2 separate regions of the Hordeum vulgare genome follow, and region 1 is linked to region 2. The links are chromatin contacts, called in public Hi-C maps. All regions are on one chromosome and are shown on one strand. The core of a region is the stretch at or near the end of the contact, and the rest is flanking DNA. Distances in the headings are between cores, read along the strand shown.

What was found. Hi-C and Micro-C count contacts between places; a contact is called where the count stands out from the background.
Region 1: a Hi-C map of seedling shows a contact between it and region 2, with 6 times the contacts expected there. The contact joins the promoter of LOC123444345 here to the enhancer-like site in region 2. A contact is called at or near these places in 2 of 6 Hi-C or Micro-C datasets (leaf and seedling) and 1 of 1 datasets of contacts at active chromatin or transcription factors (embryo).

The regions. Positions count from the first base shown.
Region 1 is chr3H:474,325,426-474,332,400 of MorexV3_pseudomolecules_assembly, forward strand. LOC123444345 (BURP domain-containing protein 3) reads left to right here and starts at 4,759. Exons shown (of 3, transcript XM_045121033.1): 1 at 4,759-4,919; 2 at 5,013-5,121; 3 at 5,197-6,884. The coding sequence starts at 4,878. The coding sequence ends at 6,656.
Region 2 is chr3H:474,109,834-474,116,680 of MorexV3_pseudomolecules_assembly, forward strand. No RefSeq gene overlaps it. Among protein-coding and RNA genes, the nearest start is that of LOC123440209, 59 kb to the left of the region's middle. Within about 2 kb of position 1,883, at least 3 of the 3 cell types and tissues checked have open chromatin away from gene starts, as enhancers often do. A contact at or near this core is called in leaf and seedling, where this site is marked.

The DNA.
Region 1 (6,975 bases), core at 3,509-6,008, 220 kb after region 2:
GTAAGGTTCATTGTTGGCGGAAACTAGAGGATGGAGTTGTGTGTTGTACTCACAGCAGAAGCATTGGCTCTTTAGGTTTGGTTTACTACTTGCACAGAGGGCGGGTTGCAATCGCCTTATTATCAACTTCGACAATATGGAAGTGATTGACACGATGAAGAATGGAGGACAATTGGCGGGAGCAGCGACGACAATGTTCGACGATTGCTACTTTATGGTTGTGATTTTCCGATTACTAGGTTTGAACATTGTAATAGGGATGCAAATAAGGTTGCTCGTGAACTTGTTAGGATAGCGAAATTTTCCATGACAAGGGATTGGTTTGAGGAGCCGATGGAGGATATTGTATCTTTTCTTATTGACGATGCAACTGTTATTTATAATTAATAAAGTTTGATGTTTTATTTCAAAGAAAAGTGAGGGGGGGCTTGGACCTTCAAAGGCACATTCAAAACTTAAAATTACCATGATTTGTATGGTTTTCATCAACATCATCCCGCGGAGTGTAAGGTCGCCAAAAGAAAAGATACTCTTGTTCTTCTCTTGTCATGGTGGTGTCTTATCGAACTGCGGCACTAAACGAGAGAGTTTGTGTCTATAGAGATTTGGTGTGTCCGAGTTGTAGATTTTTGGTGTATGTCCTCACACATCGTTCATATGGATTTGATGAGTTTGCAGTTGTGCTTTCTGTTGCTTTTTTGGGGGTTTACTTTCTGACTTTGGAGTCCTTTGACGTTCTAGTGAAGATTTTATCGTTAGACAGTCTACCTCCAAAGGATCATCCCCGGCTCAAGTATGTTCAATGCTCACTAATTCCCATTTTGGATGAGCAACCTAAGAGGATTTCTGCTATGAAGGTAGTCGAATTCCTACAGGTGTACGAGTGAAAAAACCACTCCCCGTTATGATTACAGTTTCTTCACTAAAGCCTTGACAATATTGTGTGTTACAAAGAATCACTAGTAGAAAACGTGCATTATCAGCGGGCTTCGAAAGTTGTTGTGACCAAGCAAAACAAAATCGCATGTAATACCCATACGAGAGACGATTACTTTTATCATAGTAAGTTACAGAGCGGTTGGTAAGCCGGAACCACCTCCAGGAAAGATTGGAGGGGGTTAGTTCCTCAAAGAAGGTTGTACGTTCTAGGTCAGTACAAGCCGTTTCACCATCAAAACTGTCTACGGTTGGTGACTACCTATGGGCTCAGCCTTTTCCTACTCTTTTTCTAGGGTTATCACGCACCACATCCATATTTTCGTCCATTTCACCTCAAATTCCCCCTTCCCAGTCCAGGGCCAAACCCTGGCACCACCGACCTCCACCGGCCTCCCCAGATGTACTCCATCTCTTGCAGGTGAGCTCCCAGGTGTGGCATGCCTTCACATCAATGGATTTATGTAGGGGTGGTTGGTGTATGCATACGGATTTTGTTTTTAAGGGTAGCATTTGTATGTTTATGGATATTGTTTGTATATAGGGAAAGCTGGTGTATGGTCATGGATATTGTTTGTAAGTTTATCTATTGTATGCTTGTGGATTTTGTTTATAGTGTTAGTTGTTGTATGATTATAACTTTTTGTAGTTCTTGTTGCACGAACCTATAGACCGATGATGTACTGTAACCTTTACACATACCTAAGATCGGGCTAGCTTTGTCTTGTACTCCTATGTGTTAAAGAATAACTTAAATTCTTTAACTCGTGCTAGCCAAGGCAGTAATGCCTTTGCCATAGAAATTTAAGGTTCATTACATTATGTTAGGTTTGTATGTCCTATGTACCTTCAAATTAATTACCGGTCCATTTTAAAACTAGATAACACTTATTTGCTGAAGAAGATATCCATTGTAGTTGCATTGCACAAAAATATGACTATGAATTTGGTGTTTTGTTTGAGAGAATCTGTTGGATCAGAACTATCAATTATACCAACGTAGTTTGTCACTTTTTCCACCGACACATGTTCCTTGCATAAATATTACTCTCTCCGTTTCAAAATAAGTGTCTTAAGCTTAATATAACTTTGTGCTAGCTCTAGTACAAAGTTAAGACGGTTATTTTGGGACAGAGAAAGTATATAACTAATCCATGATCTTGATGTTTATGTATATCACAGGGTGTATTAGCTTTTAGTTGCATGACATAAAATAACTAATTTGGAACGAAATACGTACAGATGACTTCTTCACTACAATAGTTGTCAGATTTTACTGTCGGTTTAGCGCAATTTTCAATTTCTTATGGGCCGCATTCTGCCGAGGAAGAAGAATGGTATAATTTCCCCTCTGATTTTATTTTTAGTTGGTCACTCTACAGACGACTATCTTTTCATTTGTACTGGTCATTTCCTTTGATAATTATGAGATCTAAGACAATGTTGATCACATTATAGCTAATTGAGGATCGTACAATTAATGGTGTGAATCCAATCAGGGCCGTGTTATCCTATGTAGGAAAGAACTTCTTTGCTCTCTTTTTTGAAACGAAGGCAAATATCGCCTTATCTATTAATTAAGTAGAATATGTTTAGTTATTTACGAAAAATCAGACGAAAACCAAAAAGAAATCATAGTCTAGGATGCATTTTGGGAGCCCTCTTCCTTAAAAAAGAAGGTGAGTCAACGCTCTGTCCTAACGACGTGACGTTGCGACTGAGCGACATCAATGGGTTGGAAAGGTGCTCTGCGTGGCGATTAAGTTTGGTTGAAGATTAATTTTGCCAAACCAAAGTGTGGCAAGCCATTAAAGTGTGACAAGCCATAAAGTGTGGCTGAAAAAACGAATGCCAAACTTTGGCAAAAGTTGACAAGAAAATGGACTTTATGACAAATGGACCGTAGCGACAATAAAGTGTGGCAAGCCAAAGTGTGGCAAAAACCAAACATATGCCAACTAAACTGTGGCTGCCAAATTTTGACTTGGCAAAGTGTGGTCGGGAACCAAACAAACCTAAGGCTTTGTACGTGACGCCTACCAGTTGACACCCAACGACCAACCGTGCTCACGAACCTTAAAGACGGGCCGTGCGACGCTCCCGCGAAATAACTACGCGTACCATCATTTTGAGCTCTACTCGTACAAGTTCCGGTGAGGGCCGTGCAAAGCCTACGAGGATCGAATGGGCATACTCACGTACATACATGAACGGTGCCTCCAAAATGTGTGGGCGAGATAATTTGTGGTCGGCATCGCAAGCATTCATATCATATGTCGCCAGGCTGCATTTCGTCAGAGACCCGAGTGGTTTGAACATGTGTCGGCCTTGTTTACGTTGCCGCTTCCATGGAGCTGCAGTGCAAATTTATACTACTCTGCCGTGCTCTGCGGCGACACGAAATCAGTAATGGCCACCGGTCATCACCATCCGTTGCCTCATCTTCTTCGCTTGTGCAGCTCGTGCACCGCTTTCAGCGGAGCTCAAGGAGCTGTACTGTGCATGGTACGAAGGAGAAGACATGGAAAGGAAACGCACCTTGTGGCACCGAACCGGAGGGGAAGGAGATGGTGCAGAGTGCAAACGACCTGGAAGAGCAAAGGGGCCGAGATAATTCCTCTTGAATCTTGATCCCTTTCGGGACCGGTGGCAGTATATACCAGGACAATGGTGAAGACAGGGACAGCAGCAGCAGTACATTTCCTCCTGTCCGTAGCCATGTTTCAACACATGGTCCGGCGGCGGGAAGGTGGTGTGGTGTCCGGGTGCACGTAAAGGGCATTCGGTGTCGAGCTCGTCGTGCTTGCTCGCCCCCAACCAACTCCCAACTATCAGCGCGACCGACGGGCTGCCACCATTTTCCACGCTCCATTAGTGCCGCCGGCCCCTTCAGACTTGCCGCGCTCAACCTTGCGACCGCGATGCCCGCATCACGGTATCACCAGCACGCACGCAGCACGCTCTCGTACCAGATTCGTAGCCCGGTCCCCATGGCCATGGGCCATGGCCCATGGGGGCCTGCTGCCCCACTGCCCCTGTTCACCGATCTTGACGAGCAGCAACCAGCTCGTTTTGCTCAAAAAAAAAAAAAAAGCAACCAGCACGTACTGTACGCTACGCACGTAGGCCAGCATGGCCCCATAAGTGCTTTGGGCAACACCCAGGCATCCTGCAACCACCGGAGATGGACGACCATTATGGGGGTCGGTCCGGTCCATGGAAAAACTGATTCTCTCTCTCTCTCTCTCTCTCTTTTTTTCCGGGATGGAGAAACTGATACTCATACTCTATACGATGTACCAGGACTCATACGCCTAGCACGTGTGAAGTGGTCAGGCGGCGAACGATCGGTCTCCGTCGCAGTCATGCTCCTCGCCGCGCAACCGTCAGCCGGACAAGACGTGGAGGCGCGCGCCACGCCGCCGGTGGAGCCGTATCGGCATGGGAATGCCGGGACGACGGCGACCGACATTCAAAACCGCGCGCGCGAGGCAGGGACGGTTGAGTCGATCGATCACGACGACCAGTTGGCAGCAGTGGATGCGCCTGCGCTGCACGGGCGGGACGTCGTTTTTCGTGTGCGTCCGTCCGTCAGTCCGTCCAACTCTAGCCACGTATGGCGTACACTCAGTTCTGTACCGTACTCGTATTGTACTATACGTATTACCTGCACGGTGATGCATGGCTGCAGCTACTGTGTAGGAGTAGGAGTGCTGCATTGTTTGCGTCGGGGCAGTTAACAGATGGAGCTGCGCAAATTAATTCCCCGCAACCTAGCTACCTATCCACCCTCTGACTTGCTTCTATAAATATCGACGTTCCTGCTCGGCACAAGGACAACATCTCCTCTTGTGGCAGTTCCAGTTGAGCGAGCAGATCATCCTCACATTGCGAGGGGCCTGCCGTCAGCTTCCTCATTGCTGCCCTCTGCCCTGCCCTCCATGGATAGGCTCGTCGCAGCCGGCATTCTTGCCTTCCTACTGGTCAGTAACCTTGCTCACTCCCTTTGTTTTGCGTTCCTAATTTAGATGGTGGTCGCTGATGGTCCCAAATCTGACCGTGTAATTTGCATGCAGATCGCGTCGGTAGGAAGCCATGCAGCTCGTGCTCCGGGGCAATACTGGGAGTCTGCTCTTCCCAACACTCCCATGCCAAGCTCCCTCTCTCAACTCCTCGACACGCAAGGTATAGTACCTATCTCTTGAGCAAACAGCTTCGGTACACGGGGAAGCATTGACCCCTTCTCCCTGTTTCCCACAGCCGGAGGCACGTCGGTGAACGTCGGCTCGGGCGGCGTCCATGTCGACGCGGGCCATGGGATGCCTGGGGGCACGACGGTCGATGTGGGCAAGGGTGGCGTCGGCGTCAACGTGAAGCCTGGCAGCGCCAAGCCCGGCGGGACTACGGTCGGCGTCGGCAAGGGCGGCGTGGGTGTCAACGTCAAGCCTGGCTACGGCAAGCCCGGGGGCACAACAGTTGGCGTTGGCAAGGGCGGCGTGGACGTCAACGTCAAACCTGGCAGCGCCAAGCCCAGCGGCACCGGCACGACGGTCGGCGTTGGCAAAGGTGGCGTGGACGTCAACGTCAAACCTGGCAGCGGCAAGCCCAGCGGCACCGGCACGACGGTCGGCGTTGGCAAAGGTGGCGTGGACGTCAACGTCAAGCCTGGCTACGGCAAGCCCGGTGGCAGTGGCACCACGGTTGGGGTAGGGAAGGGAGGCGTCGGCGTGAACGTGAGGCCTGGCGGCGGCACCACGGTCGGCGTCGGGAAAGGTGGCGTCGGCGTTAACGTGAAACCTGGCTACGGCAAGCCAGCTGGTGGCACCGGCACGACGGTCGGCGTCGGGAAGGGCGGCGTCGGCGTCAACGTCAAGCCTGGCTACGGTAAGCCAGGCGGCACGACGGTCGGCGTCGGGAAGGGCGGCGTCGGCGTCAACGTCAGGCCTGGCTACGGTAAGCCAGGCGGCAAACCCCGGGGTAAGCCTGTCCACGTCAACGTCTCACCCTTCATATACAACTACGCCGCAACGGAGACGCAGCTGCACGACGACCCCAGCGCGGCGCTCTTCTTCCTGGAGAAGGACCTCCACGCCGGGAAGAAGATGAGCGTCCATTTCATGGCCACCCCGGGCGCCGGAGGGAAGTTCCTGCCGCGGAGCGAGGCCGACGCCATCCCCTTCTCCTCTGAGAAGGCCCCCGAGATCCTCAGCCGCTTCTCCGTGGCGCCGGACTCCGCCGAGGCGGCGGAGATGAAGCAGACGCTGCGGGAGTGCGAGGCGGCGGCGGGCAAGGGGGAGAAGAAGTCGTGCGCCACGTCGCTGGAGTCGATGGTGGACTTCGCCACGTCCAGCCTCGGGACCAGCCACGTGAGGGCCGTCTCCACGGTCGTCGGGAACGGGAAGGAGGGGTCGCCGGAGCAGGAGTACACCATGACCGGCGTGAAGCGCGCGGCGGGGGCCGACCAGCTCGTGGCCTGCCACGCGGAGCCGTACGCGTACGCCGTGTTCGCGTGCCACCTGACGCAGGCGACCAGGGCGTACACGGTGTCCATGGTCGGCAGGGACGGCACGGCGGTGGAGGCCGTCGCGGTGTGCCACGCCGACACGGCCGGCTGGAACCCGGGGCACGTCGCGTTCCAGGTGCTCAAGGTGAAGCCCGGCGGCGCGCCGGTGTGCCACTTCCTGCCGCAGGACCACGTCGTCTGGACCCGCCGCGGCTGATGAAGCCCGGTCGACCCGCGCCGTTGGTAAGCACCATATACAGTTGTGCTTTGCCCTATATTATGGTATCTTGCACCCTAGCATCGCTATATACATTTCCCTTGTTTGGTACCTATTGTGTTTTGATGGCGTGGCGTTGCCAGTATCGCCAGCTTGTACGGAGTGGCACGTTTGATGTATAGTTTAGCACGTTGATGATGATGCAATAAACAGACTGGTACTTATTTACCTCTCTTTCACCGTACATTGATCAGTGCTGTTTCCGTTTCAAAATCGATCGAATCGATCGATGATGTAAAAAAGACTTCTCTTGATCGTC
Region 2 (6,847 bases), core at 633-3,132:
TGTATTGGGTTTAAAAACCATTAGCAAAACAAAAAAGAAAAAATCGATAAGAAACGGAATGAAGAATCAGGCAATGAAATAAAGAATCAACCCTAAAAATAAATGAACACGTGTCAACCATAGAGGATATCATGGCTAACACTTGAAACTCACGAGAGGAGCCATAGCTTAGCCGCTTTAATATCTTGTATATATCCTGAATTAGAAAGAAATTCACGAATCGAGGAAAACTTTGCAAATTGAAAATTGTTTGTGAATTAAAAAATGATAATGAATATGTAAAAGTAAATTGAAGACATTTTTCCTAAATTCAAAAACTGACCTTGAATTCAGAAAATATGCATTACTTAAGAAAAATGTTGGGAATATCTATAAAAAATAGTTTTAAATTTAATAAATGCAAAAAAAAATAGAAAGAATGTGAATTAAAAGAAATGATCATGAATTTGGAAATAGACCACAAATTCAAAAAATAATGATGATTTGAAAATGCTTCACGCGTTTGAAAAATGTTCGCAAACTCAAATATTTCCTGGAATAAATAATTGTGACTACTTAAAAATGAATCAATTGAAAAATAAACAGAAGCAAGAATAAAATGAGTGAAAGAAAGCGGTGAGCATGGGTAGGTTCCAATATGTTTCCAAAACCAATGCGAAATGGACAAAATAGGTGCAAATGGGGTTACACGTTACTTCACTATGTAGTTACCTTAAATAGGAATCACTCGCTTGCACGAGGCCAGATATAGGGGAGCTCCTATACGGCGCCTGCAGCGCCACCCCCCCCCCCCCCCCCCCCCCCCCGACCGGCCCATAAATCATCTCCTGACACCTCGTTGCAGGTCTTGAAAAAATTTCATTGATTTTAAAAAATGTGAATTACAAAACATATATTAATTTTTATTGAATTAAAAAGAACTTTATCAGATTTGCAAAAACTTCAATGATTATGCAAAGAAAATTCACATATTTTTAGAATATGTTCATGGATTTTCAAAGAGTTATCATATTCGAAAAAAATCGTAGAATTTGGTAAAACAATTAATAAATGTTTAAAAATAGTTCAATAAATTTGCAAAAAGTTCACGAATTTTAAAATATGTTCACCGATTTTAAAAATAAGTCCTCAGAATTTGAAAAAAAAATCAATTTTTGAAAATAGTTCATTGATTTTGAAAAATGTTCATGAATTTAAAAATACGTTCACCGATTTTCAAAATAAGTTCTATAATTTCAGAAAAAAAGTTCATAACTATTTAAAATTTGTTTATTGATTTTGAAAAAGTTCACGAATTTTCAAATATGTTCACGGATTTTCAAAAGAAGATAAAAATTTCAAACAAAGTTCATCAATTTTTAAAATATTTAATCGATTTTGAAAAAAGTTCGCGAATTTTAAAATATGTTCACCGATTTTTAAAAAAGTTCATCGATTTAGAAAAACGTTCAAATTTCTTAAATTATATACACGGATTTTCAGAAATGTCCACCAATTTCCGAAAAAATTTCATTGACTTGGAAAAAAGTTCACCAACTAAAAAAAGTTTCCATCGAATTTTCTAAAACAATCAACGAACCAGGATGAAAAGGAAAAAAGTAAAACGACTAAGGAAAAAATAAAAAAGGAAAATAAAGAATAAAGGAAGTAAAAAATTCATTTCTACTCCCTCCATTCCTAAATACTTGTTGTTGGGGAGAACTAGACTAGTTCTCCCCAACAAGTATTATGGTACAGAGGGAGTATCACATACCAATGGGGTGGCGGAGTGGTTCCAGCACTAGAATATCTCTAAGAGATCGCTCGTTCGAATATCACTAGTGCTGTTTTGATTTTACGGAAAAACACCTAGATGGGCCGGCCCATGACTGGGCGCTGCAGGCGCCGGTTAAGAAAAATGCACTTTGACTGGCGCCTGCAGCGTGAAATAGGATTTGCCGCAGGGAGGTGCTAGCACGCACAGGGGCTGAGCCCAACTAGGCCGGTCCAGCTTTTCTTTTCCTAAAAAAATTAAACAATTTTCGTTTCAGTTTTTTTTTTCTTTTTCTGCTTATTTCTTTGTTTGTTCCTTTTTTGTTTCGTTTTTCCTTTCTATTTCTTTTTATTTTCGTATTTGAAGCAAAACATTTTTTGAATTCGAAGAAAGTTTTTTGAGATTCAAGAATATTTTTTAATTTATAAACGACGTACAAAATGCGATAATTGTTTGAAATTTGGAACATTTTTTAAATACAAGAACATATTTCGAAATTTCAGAATAAGTTTTATAATTTAAGAATTGTTTTGAACACAAACTTAGTTAAGAAATTGAACAAATTTTTGATATTTCAAACATATTTCGAAAATAGCAAACATTTTCTTGAAAATACCGAACATTTTTAAAGTATCAGTTTTTTTGGAAAATCCCAAATATTTTTTGAAGTTATGAATGTTTTTGAAAAATGGCAAATATTTGTAATTTAGGACATTTTTCTAAGAAGCAAAAAAACATTTTTTAATTTGAAGAATTTTTTTGAAAATCTTGATAATTTTCTTGAATACTATATTTTTTTTTTGAAAATCTAGATCATTTTTTGAAACATAAAAGACTTTTTTAGAATTTGAGGAACATTTTGTGAAAATCCAGAATTTTTTTTGAAAATTTAGAACATTTTTTAAAAAGCAAAAACATATTTGGAATTTGAAGAACAATTTTTTTAAATAACAAATATTCTTTTAAAAATCCAAAACCCTTTTTTAAGGAGAAACAAAAAACAGGGAAGAATCAATAAAAAAGGAAATGAAACAAAAGAAAAACCGGTTCAGAGAGCCGTTTAGAAGTTTCCCAAAAGCGAAAAAAACTGCCGGGAACCTTTCCCAAAACCGGGGTCGTTGGAACGACAAACGGGCCGACCCACTACCGAACGATCACTAGGTCTCTTTTGCGAAGCCCCGACATCGCTTCCTAACGAGCGACGGATAGGCTTTTTCTGGATATAGCGCTACCGTGTACCACAGGAGGGTGTTCATTTGAGGTGGGCCATGGTGGTGGTGGGGTCTGAAATGGGTCATCTGCTTTTTGAGAAAATCTTCTTTATCGAAACCAACACTACAAGGCTCTTCTTCAAACAAAAAACTACAAGGTTCACCAACCGACACAACAACCATTAAAAGATTAAAAACACTTGTGTAACATCGTTCAAAAAACACTTCTTTAACATCAACCTCATATGCTTGGTGATACATCTCTTTGAAGTTTCTCTATATATTTTGAAAAAATATTGCGGTAATTTAAATTCATTTGAACTAACCTACTAACATCTCATAAGATTGGTGGAGTTGCATGTTTATTGTCACTAATTCTAGGGCCGATAGAAGTTCAAAATATATTAATTTTTTCTAGAGTTACACAACTTTGCGGAGGAGGACACCTGCTAAATGAGTACCAAAGGGGAGGCACGTGGGACCCATGGAGGCTCCCATGTGTCCTACTTAGCTCATACAGCCTCCCTAAGAGCATCTCTAGGAGACCCCGTATAATGCCCCGACCTGCAAAATAAACCGTCAAAATACGGGTCGAGGCGGAAAATGTTGCCAGATCAGACTCAGCAAATGCGTTCAACCCGTATTTCTTTTACGGGGCTTAGCAAAAGTTCGCACTCAACCTTCAGATTCATGGGGTGGGAGGTTGACCCGAGCTCGCCCCCTATTCGCAACGAGATTTTGCGCGAGGGGAATTTCCGTGCGGCCGTTCCCCGCTCTCCTCCTCGGCAACCATTGCCCCGCTACCGCGCGCTCCGGACCATCTTCCCCGCCATTCTTGGCCGCCATGGAAGCCTCCCAGCTGGCGGATCTCTCAACGTGGAGGTCGTGCAGGCGCAAACCCGTCTGACGGACTCTCGTTGCCGGCCATGTTGCCCCTGCCGTCGCCCAAGGCACCAATGCGTCTGCCCCCAAGCGGCAAGGCAACGTTGTCATGCAGGGCGGCAATCCGGCTGGTCCCGCTAGAAAGGAACGTGCGCCGGGCGCCGCCGCTGCTGCGCGATCTGCCCAGCCACCGACGGAGAAGATGAGCAAGGTTTTGGGCGTGAAGCAGAAGAATGGCATGAACAACATCAGGAAAGAATAGCATGGATGACATCTTGCCGAAGAGAATAGGATCATGACTTTGAACCACAATGACATGGACGACATCAGCAAAGAATGACATGATATGACAAAGAAAGAAATCTTGAAGAGGAGGATGCTTGCATGTTACAATGACGGCGATGTTTTCTCATCGAGAATCGAAACCAATATCGTCGATGATTTCAGTGCCGAAGTTGGAACAAGTGCTGACGATGGATTCGGGGGCGTCGATGACCTCGATGGTGCGGAGTGATGAGCGACCAGGATGCGTGAAGTCCTTTCGCGTTTGTCTTTTAAACTATGCTTTCGTTTTGCGTGAATTATGTTTTATTGTTTAAATTCGTACTCATTCGTCGCAGTCACTGTCAAATTCGTTTATTGGGAGGCTTTTCGGTCCGTGGGTCGACGCGGCGGTGCCCGAACAGACCATGCATTGCTGATCCGTAAAAAAACATTTTCTATGAATATCCTTTTTTACGGTTCCGTTTTGCAGGGTCTCACTTTGTACGCGTCCACGCCGGCTCGCAAAACCCTTTTTCCGCAAACTGTAAATATTTTTTGCGGGTTGGTTTTATATGGGATGTGCTAGATGCTCTAACTCTCTGCCTCCCGGGCTGGCTCTATAATATCCCGTGGATGGTAAGCTAATTATTGAAGCAATTTTCGACACTATCACTTTGCTCTATTCACGATCTAGTTGCAACCATGCTGTAGTTCTTCTCTGTTAACGTACTAGAAAGATGCGTTCACTGTCCTTTTCACCACCAGTTCATCCTCCGTTTCTTTTAATGAGATGCGACTAGTTCGTCCCTAAGACTACATACGTGTTTGTGGTAGTAGTTATATAGCATCCTCCCTCTCTACGCTTCGATGTTAAGATAACATGAGCCATCTTACATGATTGTGATTATCTGAAATTCTCGCGATGAACCTTTTCATATGTGATGAATAATTACGTCATCATGGTTGTATGGATAATTTATACATTCGTCTATGTTTAATTAGTCTATTCATTAGCGAGTTCAAGATGAAAAATAATAGTGAAAGTGATGTCTATTTGATGGAGTATATCCCTATTTATGAAGTACTTGATGAAACGATGGCTTGACTTGTTAGGGCATCTCCAACGGCGACCCGTAAATATGGTGATCACAACCAAAAAGAGACAAGTATGCGGACGGTGCAAAATACCGCCAGATCCCTTGGTAGGCTGCATGACGAGGTCGGAAGTATCGGGACGGAGTCAACACACATAGTTTACCCAGGTTTGGGCCTCCGAAGAGTAATACCCTATATCGTGCTTCTCTTTGTCATTCACGGTGAGGTGATACCTCGTGGAGAGGAATAACATGGTATTTGGGATGTTGCCGAGAGTCTTTACATATAATATTGGATGCCCTAGAGGGTGTCGGTGTCAAAACCGACAGACCTCGGGTAGAGGGGGCCGAACCATGAGATCGGATCGAGGGTAACATGAGATAATGAACATGAGGGTTTTTACCCAGGTTCAGGCCCTCCTAAAGGACGTAAAACCCTACGCCATGCTTTTATTGTATTGATGTTGTAGCAATTACATAGTTGATTTACCTCAAGATCGTGAGATTGTGGGCTAAACCCCAGGGGTCGAGATGTTGTGTATGAATGTGCTCTATGGGCTAAACCTCATGGTTTATATATGCACTCGGGATATCTAGGGCTACATAAATGTTGGTTATCACCTATAGATTACACGCCAAATGAATCAACCCTTCTTTGAAGTGCAAGCCAAGCTTTGATAGAATCCAGAGTATCCACACATCTTCATTAGGCTTCCGGGGTCCTTCTCCTTGATGGGCACCTAGCTTGGCCCATGGACTAACCCACCTCGGTTGGGACCCAATAGCCCACGACTCCCTTAGTAGCCCTCGAACTAGTCATTGACGCCGAGCTTGAGGATCTTCACTGGATAATCTTCTTCGGTCTTCGGCTTGATGGACAAGCTCAATAGCTTTCCAGTAATATGCATGAAACCTTATTTCACCCGAAGTATTTGCCCGGGTCCGAGGACGAACATGTTGATCAGTCCTAGAATAGGGTACTCACAACTTTTTCCGAATCATCATATTAGTGACATCGTGCCTATCAGTCATAACTTACTCGAACCACGGTTCAGGTGACTCTTGGCATGTCGTATCAAAACGGAGATCATACCCCACGTTTCGGGAGATATCATCAATCAAGCGTTATTCCGCATGCATCCACAACGACTCAATCCAGCCAAAGCATTGCGATTTTACTGATGTCCGACAAGCGTATGGGATCGCAGCAGTTTTCGAGGGTAGAGTATTCAACCCAAATTTATTGATTCACTCACAAGGGGAAGCTAAAGGATATTCTCAAGTATTAGCAGCTGAGTCGTCAATTCAACCACACCTGAAAGATTAGTGTCTGCAAGCAAAGTGTCAGTAGCAAGGTAGTATGATAACAACGGAGCCAGAAACGATCTGGTGACAAGGCAGACTATTCCTAACTGTCGTATCAATGGCGCCAGTAAAAGCTTTGACACTTCCCAGCAATTGCGCCAGAAAAGGCCCTGTTGACGGGATGTTAGTGCCAACAAAGTCTTGCAACAAGTAACAGCGGAGTAGCAAGGAACAGTAGTAGCAGCAACAACAAAGTAACAAGTAACAGCAGTAGTGACAGCAGCAAAGTGACAGCAGCAGCAAAGTGGCCCAATCCCTCTTGTAGCAAGGGACAAGCC